2 separate regions of the Anas platyrhynchos genome follow, and region 1 is linked to region 2. The links are chromatin contacts, called in public Hi-C maps. All regions are on one chromosome and are shown on one strand. Each heading gives the region's core, a stretch centred on a gene start, on an enhancer-like site or on the middle of the called end of the contact. The rest is flanking DNA. Distances are from core to core; before and after follow the strand shown.

The links. Hi-C and Micro-C count contacts between places; a contact is called where the count stands out from the background.
Region 1: a contact with region 2 is called in a Hi-C map of F5 follicle, with 3 times the contacts expected there. The contact joins the enhancer-like site here to the promoter of RPL13 in region 2. A contact is called at or near these places in 5 of 8 Hi-C or Micro-C datasets (F1 follicle, F5 follicle, liver and 2 more).

Annotation. Positions count from the first base shown.
Region 1 is chr12:1,588,044-1,595,791 of IASCAAS_PekinDuck_T2T, forward strand. ANKRD11 (ankyrin repeat domain containing 11) reads left to right here. Exons shown (of 13, transcript XM_072043799.1): 6 at 1-66; 7 at 1,524-1,666; 8 at 2,134-2,281; 9 at 2,777-7,748. Among named protein-coding and RNA genes, the nearest start is that of SLC22A31, 11 kb to the right of the region's middle. Within about 2 kb of position 3,583, at least 4 of the 8 cell types and tissues checked have an H3K27ac peak or open chromatin away from gene starts, as enhancers often do. A contact at or near this core is called in F1 follicle and F5 follicle, where this site is marked.
Region 2 is chr12:1,447,685-1,454,404 of IASCAAS_PekinDuck_T2T, forward strand. RPL13 (ribosomal protein L13) reads right to left here and starts at 3,907. Exons shown (of 6, transcript XM_027466423.3): 1 at 3,755-3,907; 2 at 3,461-3,576; 3 at 3,077-3,218; 4 at 1,764-1,937; 5 at 406-462. The coding sequence starts at 3,564. SPG7 (SPG7 matrix AAA peptidase subunit, paraplegin) reads right to left here. Exons shown (of 17, transcript XM_027466410.3): 16 at 6,402-6,479; 17 at 4,146-4,849. The coding sequence ends at 4,640.

The DNA.
Region 1 (7,748 bases), core at 2,333-4,832, 140 kb after region 2:
GAGATGCCCGGCGCATCAAGGAGCTCATCATCGAGGGTGCGGATGTCAATGTGAAAGACTTTGCAGGTAAGCAGCCCCGCACCAGGAGCTCTGCGCTTCGCCCTCGGGTTGGATGTGCCACCCACAGAGTGGCTCCTGCCAGGGGAATTTGTTTCCTTACCACCCAGGTTCGCTACTTGGAAAGGAGAGATTATCCAAAACCAATGAATTCGCCTTTAGGGGAGGAAAACATCTTGCTGTCCTTTAAAAAAAAGAAAATACAGATTTCTAAGAGTTAAAAATCTTTGGAAAACATCCGCCCCTGTGTTGGAGCTCAGCAGCTGAAGTCTCAGGGCTGTCCTTGCTGCACCCACCCTGCTCCTGCCGGGCTGGGGGTGCGGATCCCTGCTCCCCCCGGGGCTCTCGTGGCTCCATGCTCAGCAGTGGGACCGGGACCCTCTGGGCCATTTCTTGTTCCACACACGTGATGCCTGAGAAGTCTGGAGGAGGATTTGCAAAGGCTGTTTTAGCTCTTTTTTTTTTTTTTACTTAAAACGTAACAAACGTGCGTAAAGATATGAAAACACTGGGTTTGTGGAGTCGGTGATCCGGAATCAAATGGTGATGCTGTCAGCTGCCTGGGGTTTAAGTACTGAATGTGGGGTGCTGCTGAGAGGAACCACACCGCTGCTGCACTAACGAGGGGGCTAAATTAGCACGAGGCAGCCTCTCTTCCGGCACGTCCAAGAGCTCGACTTTGCTCTTTGCTGTTCCCTTTGCACGATTTTTTGGCTATAAATAGCTGTGCGTGTTCCTCTGCCTGGGTGATTAATGCCAGCGCTAGACGGAGGTATCAGCTGTGATTAATTCCGGGCACAGGTGCCCCCTGCTCGTGCTCCCGGTGAAGGTAACGGGCGCGCTCCCACGGCGCTATCAGCAAAACACCCAAGGAGCCGCACGCCTTTTGCTGGGAAACTTCAAAACAGCTCCTGCTTAAAAATAGCCTGTTTGAACATGATAAAATACTTCATCCCGTGGTCTTCAGAGGTTTGTTTGAGAACGAGAGCCGCTGTTACTGTGGAGATGGGCTGTTTGGTTCCTCTCCGAGATCAGGGCCTGTTTTTTGGTGGCATTGCTTGCTTTGGAAAGCACGCAGAAAATATTTGTTAGGTCTGCGTGGGGGATGCTTCGGGGCAGTGTCTGTAGCTCGGAACTCAGCCCTGCTGTAGGAGGCTGTGTTTCTCTTTTCAGACAAGGGAAGGGATTTGAGACCTGGCTCCCACATGGCATCAGCAAGCCTCCCAATTTCCTAGCCAGAACTTTGCCCTCGGGTTTGCCAGGGCTGTGCCATTTCTAGCAGGCGATCTGACTGCCCGTGGTGCACCCCGAGGGGAAGGTGGGGCTGGTCCTGCAGAGCTCCCCGAGCTGCGGGGCCGGGCTGCAGGCTCCTGGTGCAGGCAGCCGTGGTGGATGGAAGTTGCTTTTCTCTCTCTGACCCTCTCCATGAAGGTGATGCCCACCTCTCGGTGTCTGTTTGCTCGCAGGCTGGACGGCGTTGCACGAGGCATGCAACCGGGGATACTACGACGTGGCAAAGCAGTTGCTGGCTGCAGGCGCAGAAGTCAACACCAAGGGGTTGGACGATGACACCCCGCTGCACGACGCAGCCAACAACGGGCACTTCAAGGTTGGTTGTGGCTGGATTCCACGGCTCTCTTTCAATGACCTTTTTCTTCTCGTGTGCCAAGCAGCCACCTGTGAAAATGCAGAGATTCTGGTTATTTTGTTATGGTTTGCTGCTGATAGCCCTGTAGCGGTGAGAACCTCCTGCCCCCGTACTGCTCAGCGTTGTACTTGCAGAGGAGAAGAGTTTGTTCTGGAGCACAGGGAGAGTGCATGGCTTTGCAGCTGGTTTTTCTCCATGTTTTCCTGCCCAAATTGATTCATGTTGCTGGCCTTTGTCTTCTTATCGATGTCTGTTAGTGCCACAGGGCTTGTCCTGTGGCTGACAGCAGGCTGCTCTCCAGCTTGAGCATGTCCCCTTTTTGTTACATGTGAAAGACCAAAAAGAAAAACCAAAAAGAAAAACCAAAAACACCCCAACAGATTCAGAACATCTTTACAAACACTTAAAGTCTCTATTTCCATTTCCAGGTGGTGAAATTGTTGTTGCATTATGGAGGGAATCCTCATCAAAGCAACAGGAAGGGGGAGACACCTCTAAAAGTAGCCAATTCTCCCACCATGGTGAATCTGCTCCTGGGGAAGACGACATACCCCTCCAGCGAAGAGAGCTCAACAGGTGAGGCTGACCTTTTTGTGCACGTAGGAGCGATATCTATGGCCTGCAGCAGTCTGTTAGTACAGAGACGTTAGGAGGACGGTGAAATTAGGCTGTTCTCAGAGTATCTGCACGCTGCTGTCACAGCCAGGAGCCCAGCTGTAGCTGCACTGCAGGCGCCTGCCCCGCTGGTGCCGGTGCCGCTGTTGTGCTTGAGCCAGGTGGGAAACATCACAGGCTTCATTAGTGCTAATTGCAGGAAACGTTCCTGTCTTATGGGGAGTCTTGGCCTTACCCTATTTGCAGTCATAATCCTGTTAGAAAGTTTTTCCCTTGCTGCATGCTGGATGTTCTCAGGAGCACGCCTCGCGGGGCTGAGAGGGGCTGACTGTTCCCTAAGAGATCTTCCAGCTCGGCGTTTCGGGGTGGCAGCTGCAAGCTGAGCAAAAGCTGGGGGAGGAAAGGGGTGGCAGGGCTCCTTGCAGGCCTTAACGCGGTGTTTTTCTCCCTCTGCAGAGACGTCAGAAGAGGAGGATGCCCCGTCCTTCGCTCCCTCCAGCTCTGTTGATGGCAATAACACAGACTCAGAGTTCGAGAAGGGTTTGAAGCACAAGCCCAAGGCCCAGGAGCCCCCCAAAACCATCACCCCGGTGAAGGATGAGTATGAATTTGATGAGGACGATGAACAGGACCGGGTCCCGCCAGTCGATGACAAACATTTGCTGAAAAAGGATTACAGAAAAGAGACTAAAGCAAACAGTTTCATTTCCATACCCAAAATGGAAGTGAAAACTTATACTAAAAATAACACAATTACACCAAAGAAAGCTGCCCACCGCATCCTGTCGGACAGCTCGGACGAGGAGGAGACCAGCGTTGCTGTGGGGACGGGGGAGAAGCTGCGACTTACGACCCACTCGATATTGCCCAGCAGCAAGATTCGGGAGCCTGCCAGCACAAAGCCGCAGAAGGAGAAAAGCAAAGTAAAAAAGAAGCGGAAGAAGGAGACGAAAAGCAAAGAGGTTCGATTTGGCAAAAAAAATGACAAATTTTGTTCCTCTGAATCAGAGAGTGAAAACGTGGAGAGTGAGGAGGATGACAGAGACTCTCTTCAGAGCTCTAGCTGTGTAAAGGACTCCAGGCTAGTGCTAAAAGAATCCTCCTTGTTTAACTCTCTGTCTGCCTCATCGACCTCTTCTCATGGGAGTTTAGGCTCCCAGAAACATAATCCTAATCTTACAGAACAGCACTCCAAGCACTGGAGGACGGACAATTGGAAAACCATATCTTCTCCAGCTTGGTCAGACGTCAGTTCCTTATCGGACTCCACAAGGACGAGGCTGACGAGCGAGTCAGACTACTCGTCCGAGGATTCGAGCTTAGAGTCGCTAAAGCCAGTCAGGAAGAAACCAGAGCACAAAAAGAAAAACAACCCACACAACACTGTTTCTGAGAAAAAGAATTCATTCCATAGCAATGTGGATGGAGCAATTCCAAAGCTGGACAAGGAGGGGAAGGTTGTTAAAAAACATAAAACAAAACATAAACATAAAAACAAGGAGAAGGGACAGTGTCCCATCAGCCAAGACATTAAAATAATCAAAACTTTTTCTTTTGAGTTTGAGGACTCTAAACAAAAGCCTGAGAAAGGCTTGATAGTAGAGACAGAAAATCCAGTCGAAAACAAATTGAAAGTGTTAAAGCATGAGCGAGAACACTGTAAGAAGGAAGAAAAACTCCCCAAAGGTAAAGGGGAGGAGAAAGAGTGGTTGTTTAAAGATGAGACTGGAAAATCCTCGAAAGAGGAGAAATCATTAAGAAAAGTCAAAGAGGGTAGTAAAGACATGAGCAAATCCTTCAGAGAAGGATTGAGTAAATCAGAAAAAGAGAAACCTGTAAAGGAGAAGTCTCCAAAGGAGGAGAAGCCAAGAATACACAAGGAGGAGAGAAAGAAGAAGTCAAAGGACAAGCAGTCAAAATCTGAAAAGAAGAATGAGCTGAAAGAGGAGAAGGTTGCTAAACTAGAGAAAGAAAAATCCTTCAAGGAAGAGAAGGAAAAATGCAAAAAAGAAAAAATGTACAGGGATGAGTCTGGCTTTGATGAGTTTAATAACAAAAACCAATTTCCCGAAAGCGAGGACACAAAGTTCAGCCTCTCGGATGATCAGCAAGAGAGGTGGTTTTCAGACTTGTCTTCTGATTCCTCCTTCGATTTCAAAGGCGAGGATAGCTGGGATTCTCCGGTCACAGATTTCAGGGAGATTAAAAATGACACCGTGGCAAAACTAATCATAGAGCCAGTGAAAGAGGAAATTAAAGACAAGAAAAAGGAAAACAAAACGAAGGAGAAGAAAGAATACAACGAGAAGCGTAATGAAAAGGACGCTTTCTTAAAGAAGAAGGACAGAGACTACGTGGACAAAAGCTCCGACAAGAAAAAGGACCAAACAGAAAGACACAAAGCTGCTCCTAGCTATTTGCCTGAAAAGGACAAGAAGAGGAAGGATTCTGCAGAAAGCGTCAAGGAGAGGAAAGAAAAAGATACAGGTGAAACCAACAAAGACAGAAAAGATTCCTCTGATGGCTCTAAAGACCGGAAAGACAGTAAAACAAAGCAGGAGGAGCCCTATCGAGATGACTTCAAAGAATATGGCTGTGAAACCTTCTTCAAGGACAAGTCTGATGCTGAGTTCAGTGGCAAAACCCTGGAGAGTTGGGAGCGGCACCATTCTGGGAAGGAAAAGGAGAAGAAAGATGCTCCCGACAAGGAAAAAAAAGAAAAAGTGAAGCCAGAGAAGTACAAGGAAAAATCCAAAGAAGGCGACAAGGAGAAAAGTGAAAAAGCTGCACCGGAGAAAATCCCAAAAGACAAAGAACTCGAAAAGGGTTTCAAAGAGAAAAAGGAAAGTAAGGAAAAATACAAAGACCTGCACAGCAAAGACAAAGAAAGGAAGAGCTCCTTCGACCAGGTCAAAGAGAAGAAGGAGAAAAACTTTGTGGATCGAGAGGACTTCTCCGAGAAAAAGGATGAGAAGAAAGGCAAGGAGAAGAGCTGGTACAGCATCGCGGACATCTTCACAGACGAAAGCGAAGACGAGAGGGATGATTACAGCCTGACTGGGTTCAAAGTCAGCGAATCCGTTGGGGGCGAAATGCACCGGCTGGACAGCCTGCAGGAGAAGGACGAGGGCGCAGCGGCTGAGAAGGAGCTGTACCCCGAGAAACACCGCAAGTACTCCTCCGACCGGCAGCACTCGGGAGAGAAGCAGAAAGATAAGGACTCCAAGGAGAAGAAGAAGGACAAAGGAACATCGGAAGGGGGGAAGGAGAAGAAGGAGAAGAGTTCCTTTGAAAAACACAAAGAAAAGAAAGAGAAGGATTCTTCGGAGAAGTACAAAGACAGGAAAGACAGAACATCCATAGACTCCAACCAAGAGAAGAAGAACAAGCAAAAGCTCCCGGAAAAGGTTGAGAAGAAGCATGCCAGTGATGACAAGGTGAAGAACAAGCATAAGGAGAAGCTGGACAAGGAGCATTCCAAAGAGAAAAAGTCTTCGAAAGGGGGAGAGTCAGAGAAGAGCCTGCTGGAAAAATTGGAGGAGGAGGCTCTGAACGACTACAGGGACGACTCCAACGACAAAATCAGTGAGATCTCTTCTGACAGCTTCACAGACAGAGGACAGGAGCCGGGACTGACCAGCCTCTTCGAGTCTTCGAATCTCTCTCTTACCGATGCCTCCGAAGAAAAGTTCAAGGACGCCCTCCCGTTACCCTGCCTGCAGGACAAACTCAAGGAGAAGGAGCGACACCGGCATTCCTCATCGTCATCAAAGAAAAGCCACGAGAAAGAAAAAGCAAAGAAGGAAAAGACGGAGAAAAAGGAAAAATCAGATGAATTTAAGGACTCCAGCAGCAGAAAGGATTCCAGTCATTATGAAAAAGATTTCTCTGTGGATGGGGAGGCTTTCAGCACTTCCTACAACATGAAGGCGGAGCCTGATGAGGAACCAGAGAAAAGCATTGATTACTTATTTTCTGAAAAGAAAGACAAAAATGATTCTGAAAGAGAGCTGTCAAAGAAGGCGGAAAAAGAAAAGACTTATGGTTCCAGCGCCATCAGCACAGCTAAAGAGAAAAAGAAGCGAGATAAACACAAGGAGAAATGGAAGGAGGAAAAGGAAAAGCACAGAGACAAACACGCAGATGGCTTCTTTAAGCATCACAAAGACGAGCCAAAGTCAACACTCAAAGAGAAGGACAGTCCTCAAGTTACCACCTTCAAGGACAAATCAAAGGAGGAAAACCTCAAATTCGGTGAAACCAAACTCAAGGAGAAGCTCAAGGAGAACCAAGAGAAAGACAAATCGGAGTCAATAAAAATAAGCAACGGCAATGAAAAAATAACCCTTTCCAAAGACAGCGGCAAGAAGGATGCCAGGCCCAGGGAGAAGCTGCTGGGAGACGGTGACCTGATGATGACCAGCTTCGAGAGGATGCTGAGCCAGAAGGACCTGGAAATCGAGGAGCGCCACAAAAGGCACAAGGAGAGGATGAAGCAAATGGAGAAAATGAGGCACAGGTCCGGAGACCCCAAGCTAAAGGACAAAATTAAAAGCTCGGAAGACGTTCGCAAGAGGAGTCTGGATCTGGCAACAAAGAAGCCATTAACGCTGGACACCCAGCTCAAGGACAAGAAGCTCAAGGAGCTGGGCCCGCTGACCCCCATCCTGTCACCAGAAAACAAACCCCAACCCGCCGTGGGCACGGACTCCAAGGACTGGATCACGGGTCCTCAGCTGAAGGAGATCCTCCCGGCCTCCCCCAGGCCGGATCAGAACCGGCCGACGGGCGTCCCGACCCCGGCATCCGTCGTGTCGTGCCCGAGCTACGAGGAGGTGATGCAGACGCCCAGGACTCCTTCGTGCAGCAACGAGGACTACACGGACCTGATGTTCGAGTGCGCGGACTCGCAGCACTCGCTGCCCATATCCACCATGTCCATGAACGCCTGCTCTCCATCCTTCTTCGACAGATACGCCAACGTTTCGGGGGGCCTCCCCGAGAACCCGAGCCAGACCCCGACCCGCACCATCCCCTCCACGAACCTCTATCGCTCCATCTCTGTCGATATCAGAAGGGCGCCCGAGGAAGAGTTCACCGTTGGAGATAAATTTTTCAGGCAGCAAAGCGTCCCGGCGACATCGAATTATGACTCTCCGGTGCAGCATTTAATGGAGGAAAAAGTTCCCCTTCCTTCTGTTCCCACCGAGAAGTTCCAGTGTCTGTCCCCTGGGTATTACTCACCGGATTACGGGGTTTCGTCACCCAAAGTGGAGGCTTTGCACTGTCCTCCGGGGGCTGTCAGCGGAGTCGCCCAGTCTCCTGAAAGTGTCTTTTCTGGTTTACAAGCAAAATCCTCCCCTTCGCACAGAGATGAACTGCTGGCTCCTTCGGTAGAAAGTGCTCTTCCCCCCGACCTTGGCATGCC
Region 2 (6,720 bases), core at 2,657-5,156:
TGCCCGGCCCCGACAGCCAACACACCCCAAATGTGCTGGGGGCACTGCCATCTGGGGGCTACCGGGCAGGTTCCACCCTGGCCTTCTCTGGGGGTGTGCATAGCTACGTCCTTCCCATGTGATTTAGGGCAGAAGCAGAATATAGGATCATCCTTCTCCAATTTATCTTGACTTGACCCCAAGCTTGGTGCCAAGAGCTCTCCTCTACACAGCTCACACCTAAGGACTTCTCTCAGTTGATTAAAAAATAAATGAGGGTAGAGCTGGACGTGTTGGGTTTTTGTTTGTGCATCCAGGAGGGGAAGTGTCTGAAGCCAGCAACCCGTAACTATGACAAGAATCCTCCCCCATAAATCCCAGCCTGAATTCCCTCACACACAGAACACGATTTAGGGCTTCACTTACGTTCCTAATTGGCATAACTGGTCCAGACAGCTGAGTCGCCATCTTGAGTTCCTCAGCCTGCATAACAAGAGAGGGAAAAAACATCATTTAGAACCGGGTACGTACGCTTCCCAGCCTGGTGCCTGCATCCAAAACATGTTTTTAACGCGAGCTCCCAGCCCAAACACGCTGATGACGACTCTGACCGCAGGCTTAGCAGCGATGGCAGCGAGTTCAGCATTTCACCCGCGCAGCTGCAGGAGCTCTTGGCACCCACACGCCGCACCGGTGAGCTCTGCCTGGCTACCAGGGAGGCTGGATCCGGCCAGCGGAGCTGCGGCCTCTCAGAGCTCTGCCAGCTGGAAAAAAAGGTGAAGTCCACTGAGCCATTTTTAGTTTGGCTGCTCAGCGTGTTCTTCAGCAGTTCCTTCCACAGCTAACTGCAGCTCCTTGTGCAGCTACTGCATCAACAACCATCATTAAACTTTATTTCAGATAGCTGATTAAACTAATTTGAAACATGATTCCAGACACAACTACCTTTACGTTCTGGGATTGGAAACAGGCTGCAGTGGACAACCTGAAAGCTGGGCTGAATTTAGAAAGCTCCCAGTCTGTGCTGCTAGCCAGTTTACAGCTGGAACAAACTGGGTTCGGCAGTCTGTGTGCTACTCACAGCAGCTTGGAAAAATCCATTTTATTTAGACGCATCCAAGATTCAGAAAGTTTCAATCTCATAATCCTCACGTCCACACCTGTGCTCTCCACCTTGACTTGTGGACTGGCAGCACCCTCCTGACTTAAAAACCGTGAAGCTGACACGTTCAGCAGAACTCGTGCTCAACCAGGCAGTGAAAGATTCCAGAGACCATCCTGCCCCCGTTCTGAAAGCTGCTTGAGAACGGCCCAGCTCGGCAGGCAGCACCGTGGCTAAGCAGCTCGGGGCTCACAGGCTCTCCCAGAGACTGAAGGCAGCTTGAACATGGCACCGTGTTTCACTGCCCGCACCTCCCCAGGGAAGCATGTGTTTTTCACACGCAGAGCCAAGACCAGACGGGAAAAGCCAACTCCCCTTTGGATCTCAGTGAGATTCTTACGAAAAGTAATTTTATACGTCAGCAACAACACCCTTCTCGAGAATTCCACCACCACTCCTTTCCCTGAACTACTCCGTGGTGCAGAGCACACCGTCACCTTCCCGGTGCCATCAGGAGAGGCGCTGCAGGCGGTGACAGGTGAGCCTCAGGCTGAAATTGGGCCAGCTGCAGCAGAGCAGCCAGCCCCAGCCCCGAGCTGTGCCTGTCCAGAGCACCAGGAGGGAGGACTGACAACCAAAGCCCTGCTGAAGTCACCGCAAACAGACGGGGCCAAGTACTTACGGAGCTGTCTCCTTTCTTGGGCGCAGAGGGCTTCCTCGGGAAGAGGATGAGCTTGGAGCGGTACTCCTTCAGCCTCTGCACGTTGGCCTGCAGCGACTCCGTGGATTTGTTCCGCCGCCTGGGATCCACCGAGATTCCGATGGTCCGGGCAAACCTTTTGTTAATGCCGGCCAGCTGTGGAGAAACAGAGCATGCAGCGCTAGCATGGGACAACGTGTGACAACACCGCACGGCTGAGCACAGCCACCAGCCTTGTCACCTGGCTGGAACCCCCACTGGTACTGGGGTCTGGCCTGAGGCATCAGCAGTGCCACCATTTAGACTCTGAGAGGTGCTGGACAAATTTATGGAGCCAGCACCCGGGAACTGGTTTGCTGAACAGTGACAGCTCCACTAACAAAATACTTTTGGTAACACCCTTAAGCAATAACCTCAATTTCTGTTTAAAAGCAAACAGCTGTGTACCCATTTACATCCCAACATTATCTGAAAATTAAAGAAAAACAAAGTAATGAAGCATTTGGCATTCAGAAGTGCGGCTTTACTGCTTCAGTGCACTGATTTCACTGTAATAAATGCTTTAATTAAACACTAAACAACACGCGAGAGGCTGGGGGTGCTGGCTGCCAGCAGTCACTAACATTTACTCCTGCTGTGTGGGATCAGGCTCGTGGGGCTTTCTGCAGCCCACCTCCCTCTCGGCTCTCTGCCAGCAGCTCATCAGCTGAGAGCCACCTGGGAGGATGGTGCAGGACCTTCTCCTGCAGCAAGGCGAGGGAGCTGGCAGCTTCCCCCAGCCTCTGCAGTGACTGCAACCGACCCGTTCCACAGCACAAACAGGTCTGCACCAGCTGCATCGTGCAGGGTTTGCAGTGGTGTGTTTTACAAAGAAAGAGCCATTTAACAACAAAACCTGCCGGTCCTTTTACTTAAATGAAGTTCAGGAGACTCAATTCACGCTCTACCAGAACCTGATTTTAATGTTTTTAATGTTTTGTTTTAAGTGACAGCCTGACCAGGCACACCAGTATTTAGTTCTCAAATTAACCTATCGCTCTGTCGTGTTACTGCTTCCCCATGCCACAATCACAAAAAAAAAAAAAAGGAAAAAAGAACACTAACATTTTGTGTGCTTCTCCACTGATAGCAGCAGCCTGTCCCTGGCTACGTGCTGGCTCAGCCAGTGCAAGCAGATGGCGATACTTCCATACACCGCAGCCACTTGTGAGTTAATTTTATGCAAAATAACAGAACAATGGAGCCCAAGCTCAAGAGCGGGCCTTCCTGAGCAGGGACAGCTCCTCCCTACTTACCTTCAGCTCCTCTAGGCTGAAGCCTCTGCCGGCACGGACTTTTTTGTGGTACCTGATGGTCGGACACCTCACGATGGGCCGGACGGGCCCAGCCACCGGCCGAGGCGCAATGCGGCGAGCCTTTGCCTGGCGAGCCTTCCTCCTGGAGCGGGGGGCAGCGAGCTGTCACCGACAGCACCCTCCAGCCACCCCCCAGCCGCACGGGGGGGCTCCCAAACCCCAAATCCCGACCCAGGGGATCCCCAAACCCCCCCCCAGGGCGGCTCCAGCGGTCATCAGTAAGGGTTTGTTTTCATCACAGCCCTACAGCGATTCCGGATGTTCCACATCATTTGACCGTAGCCGGAGCCAGCCCCGCTCCTCTCCCCTGGGCTCCCCGCTCACCTGCGGATCTTGCGGGCGGGTTGGTTGAACCAGGTGGCGACGCGGCGCTGCCAGTCCTTGTGGAAGTGCGGCTTCAGGATCATGCCATTGCGGCTGGGCGCCATGGCGGCTGCGGCCTGCGGACACGGACAGGGCTGGGCTGCGATCCCGCGCCATCCACCGGCACAAAACCCCTCCGCGGCATCCCTCGGGTTCTGCCCCGCTCCCCCCGAGCGCCCCGAGCGCCGCCCGGCGCCGCCCCGGCCGGATGGCGGCGGATGGAGCCCGATGCGGCCCCGCGGCGCAGCCACTCACCTCCCGCCTGCGAAGATGGCCGACCGGAAAAGGGCGAGGCTGCCGCGGTGCGCGCCGGAAGTGCAGAGGCAGCTCCGGGAAGATGGCGGCGCCGGAAAGGGCTCGGGGCGGCTTCAGCTTGCCCGCACTCAAGATGGCGGCGCCTTAAAGGGCCCCGCACCCCTAAGCAGGGGGCTTGGGATCAAGGCTCGGGGGGGCTGAAAAGGGGTCGGAGGGGGTCTGGAGGGCACGAGCAGCCCTGCTGCAGCACGCCAGGACCGGTCCGTCCCAAAAGGGCTTTCCCTCAGCTCTGCCTCTCGCAGCCCTGCTGTAAAAACCCAGTATAAGGCCGTAAAAAGGCAGCCCGTACCTGCAGGACACAGCTGTGCCTCCACACATCGCACAAACACCACCACGTTCAAGATTTTATTCTGGTGCAGTCTGGTTTTCAACTTCTAGTTCGTGTCCAGCAGCAAAGACAAGCACAGGTTACGGTGGAGTCGCGTAACGGCAGCGCTGGACCCAGCTCAGCCTCCCGGGGGTGGCTGCTGCCCACCCTGGCACCCCACACGGCACAGCCCCGGGTGGCTGAGGAGCACCCCACAGCACATCTCATCCCAAAGAACGTGCACACAACAGCCCCGCGGACGAGAAATCCTTCCAGCAGATGAGACTTACCCAACTCCTAACCACTACTGCCCTGCTGAGAATCAATCTCAAAGCCCTAAGGAGTTCTCCTTCCCGCAGGGAAAAGCTTGTTGCAAGAGGCAGCGGAGCCATCCCTTCGTTTTTGGGGAATGGCATCACAGATTCCCTGCTCGGTATCTTTGATTTCGGAGCTGAAGAGGGACAGAGTCTGCGTTCAAAAGAAGCCTCTGGAGTCCTCCCATTGCACACAGATGGGCTTCACACTGGTCTCAGGCGTGGTTCTTCCTCCTCCTCGTGGTTTGGTGGCTGCTGGGGCATTTCTTCATCTCTGGTGTCCTGCTTGTCTCTCTCTGCTTGAAGCCAGCTCTGAGGAGCTATCATTTTCTTTGGCCCGTAGGGCGGGGGCCCAATCAAAGCTTCGATGTCGTCGTAATTTATCACTTCTTTCTCCAGGAGGGCATTGGACAGCTAGAAAGAATAAACAAGGCGTAATGAGGCACAGGGGTTTGAAAACAGCCCCTCTGAACCCATCTGACCTCTCCCTGCCAGCTCAACTCGGACCTCCACATCTGGACTCAGCACGTGCTGGAGCACGCGAGCCAGCGGGACCCCAGCACCCACTGAGCCAGTACAAAGCTTCCCAGGCAGCCGGCACCTTCTGCAAGCCTGATTTTGGCCAGAAACATCAAATATGACTGGAGGCAATAAAGCTTGCGTTAGGAAGTGATTCGGCAAGGCAGAACCCCGGGGACAGCGGGGAAGTGCCCTTACTGCCGCTGTCACAGCGCCCGGGGCCCTGCCTAAGGAGGCAGAGAGGCAGCAGCTGAGGCTGGAGCCAGAGCCAGAGCCCTCCTCTGCTCACAGAACGTGTCACAGCTGCCCCTGCACGCTGGGGGTCACCAGGAAGGTCCTCCCCAGCCCCTCTGCGAGCAGGGCCACGCTGCAGCAGCGGGTGGCTGTCCCCACGAACCGCTCCGTTCTGCTGACGAGAGGCGACGCGCCGGCCTGGCAAACGGGACGCTCTGTAGGCACTTTGGCTTGAGTTGAAAAGTTTTCTCTCTGCTGACCCTCTAGCAAATATCTGATTGCTGTGAAATGAAAGCGTTGGAACGGAGGAGCCCTGTGGAGAGGAGAGCCCCCGACAACGCCCGCTCTCAGCACTGCTGGGGCACGGTCCCGGGGACAGAGCGGGGATCAGCAGGGTGTCCGAGCGAGTTCTGGCCACCTTACCACGCACAGGAGGCTTGCTGCTGGGCAGAGGGAAGCATTTTGGGTTTTGTTGTTGTTTAAAAAGATTGAAAGATTGCTTCATTCGCAAACCATGCGACATTAGGTTGGCTCCTCATGTTATGGACCAGGCGTCTGAAGGGAAGGTCAAGGAGCACCAAGGGATGGGGGCAGAGGCCCTGGCAGCGAGGGGGGGGCTGCCTAGGGGCTCCCAGGACACAAATTTGCAGAGGCAGAGCTCTGCCTCTGCAACAAGTTCTCCTTGACATATCAGGTATGAAGCAGGTAACTGGTGCAAGCTGCCTGGAGGCACCAGTCAGCCTGTGACAGGTCCCGTGTCCTCTCACCATCCCCAGAAACCATTCACCCAATTCTTTTATGCCTACAGAGCCTGGAAGGACGAGCTGCTCTCGCCTTCACAGGCTTCACAAGAATGGTCACTGCTTTCCAGGAAGCTGCATTTCCTAGAGGCTAGCACAGAAGTACAGGTGAGGGAGCCAAATTTGGGGTTTGATTGCTTCCATCCAGCACAGAGCACTCCTCCCCTCCCCTGCAAATACCAGCTGGTGTCAGGAGGTGAACTACTCACTGCTGGAGGAGGTGCACATCCTCCCTCTGCCTGCTTCTAATCTAGGGGATACGCAGTGAACAGCCTCTGATTCCCAGCACGTTAATATCTCCACTACCAGATATTTTAGGGCCACAGAGACGCTGCAACAACCAAGCTGCAGAGCACAGAAAATATCAAGGTCAAAAGCAACAGTAAAAGAAACCTCAGACAACTCCAACTTACTGTCTGCAGCTTATCCCGGTTGTCCAGCAGGAGTTTTTCTGTGCGTCTGTAAGCCTGAGCCACCAGCACTTTTGCTTCCTAGAAGACAGTAACAAGAAGGGACTTGCAGTGCAAGTGGAAACACACAACACATGGACAAACAAGAGAGCACCTAGAGCAAGGATGTGCAAACCGAGCAGGCAGAAAGCAGCTACCACTAACAGAAAATACAGATAAGCCTTTTGAAAAAAGCCACAAGAGTGCTTCTGATAAGAAGCAGTAAACTTTTGTGCTAGCAAAACTCTCAAAGAGAGTCCCTGCTGATGGGAAAGAACTCTAA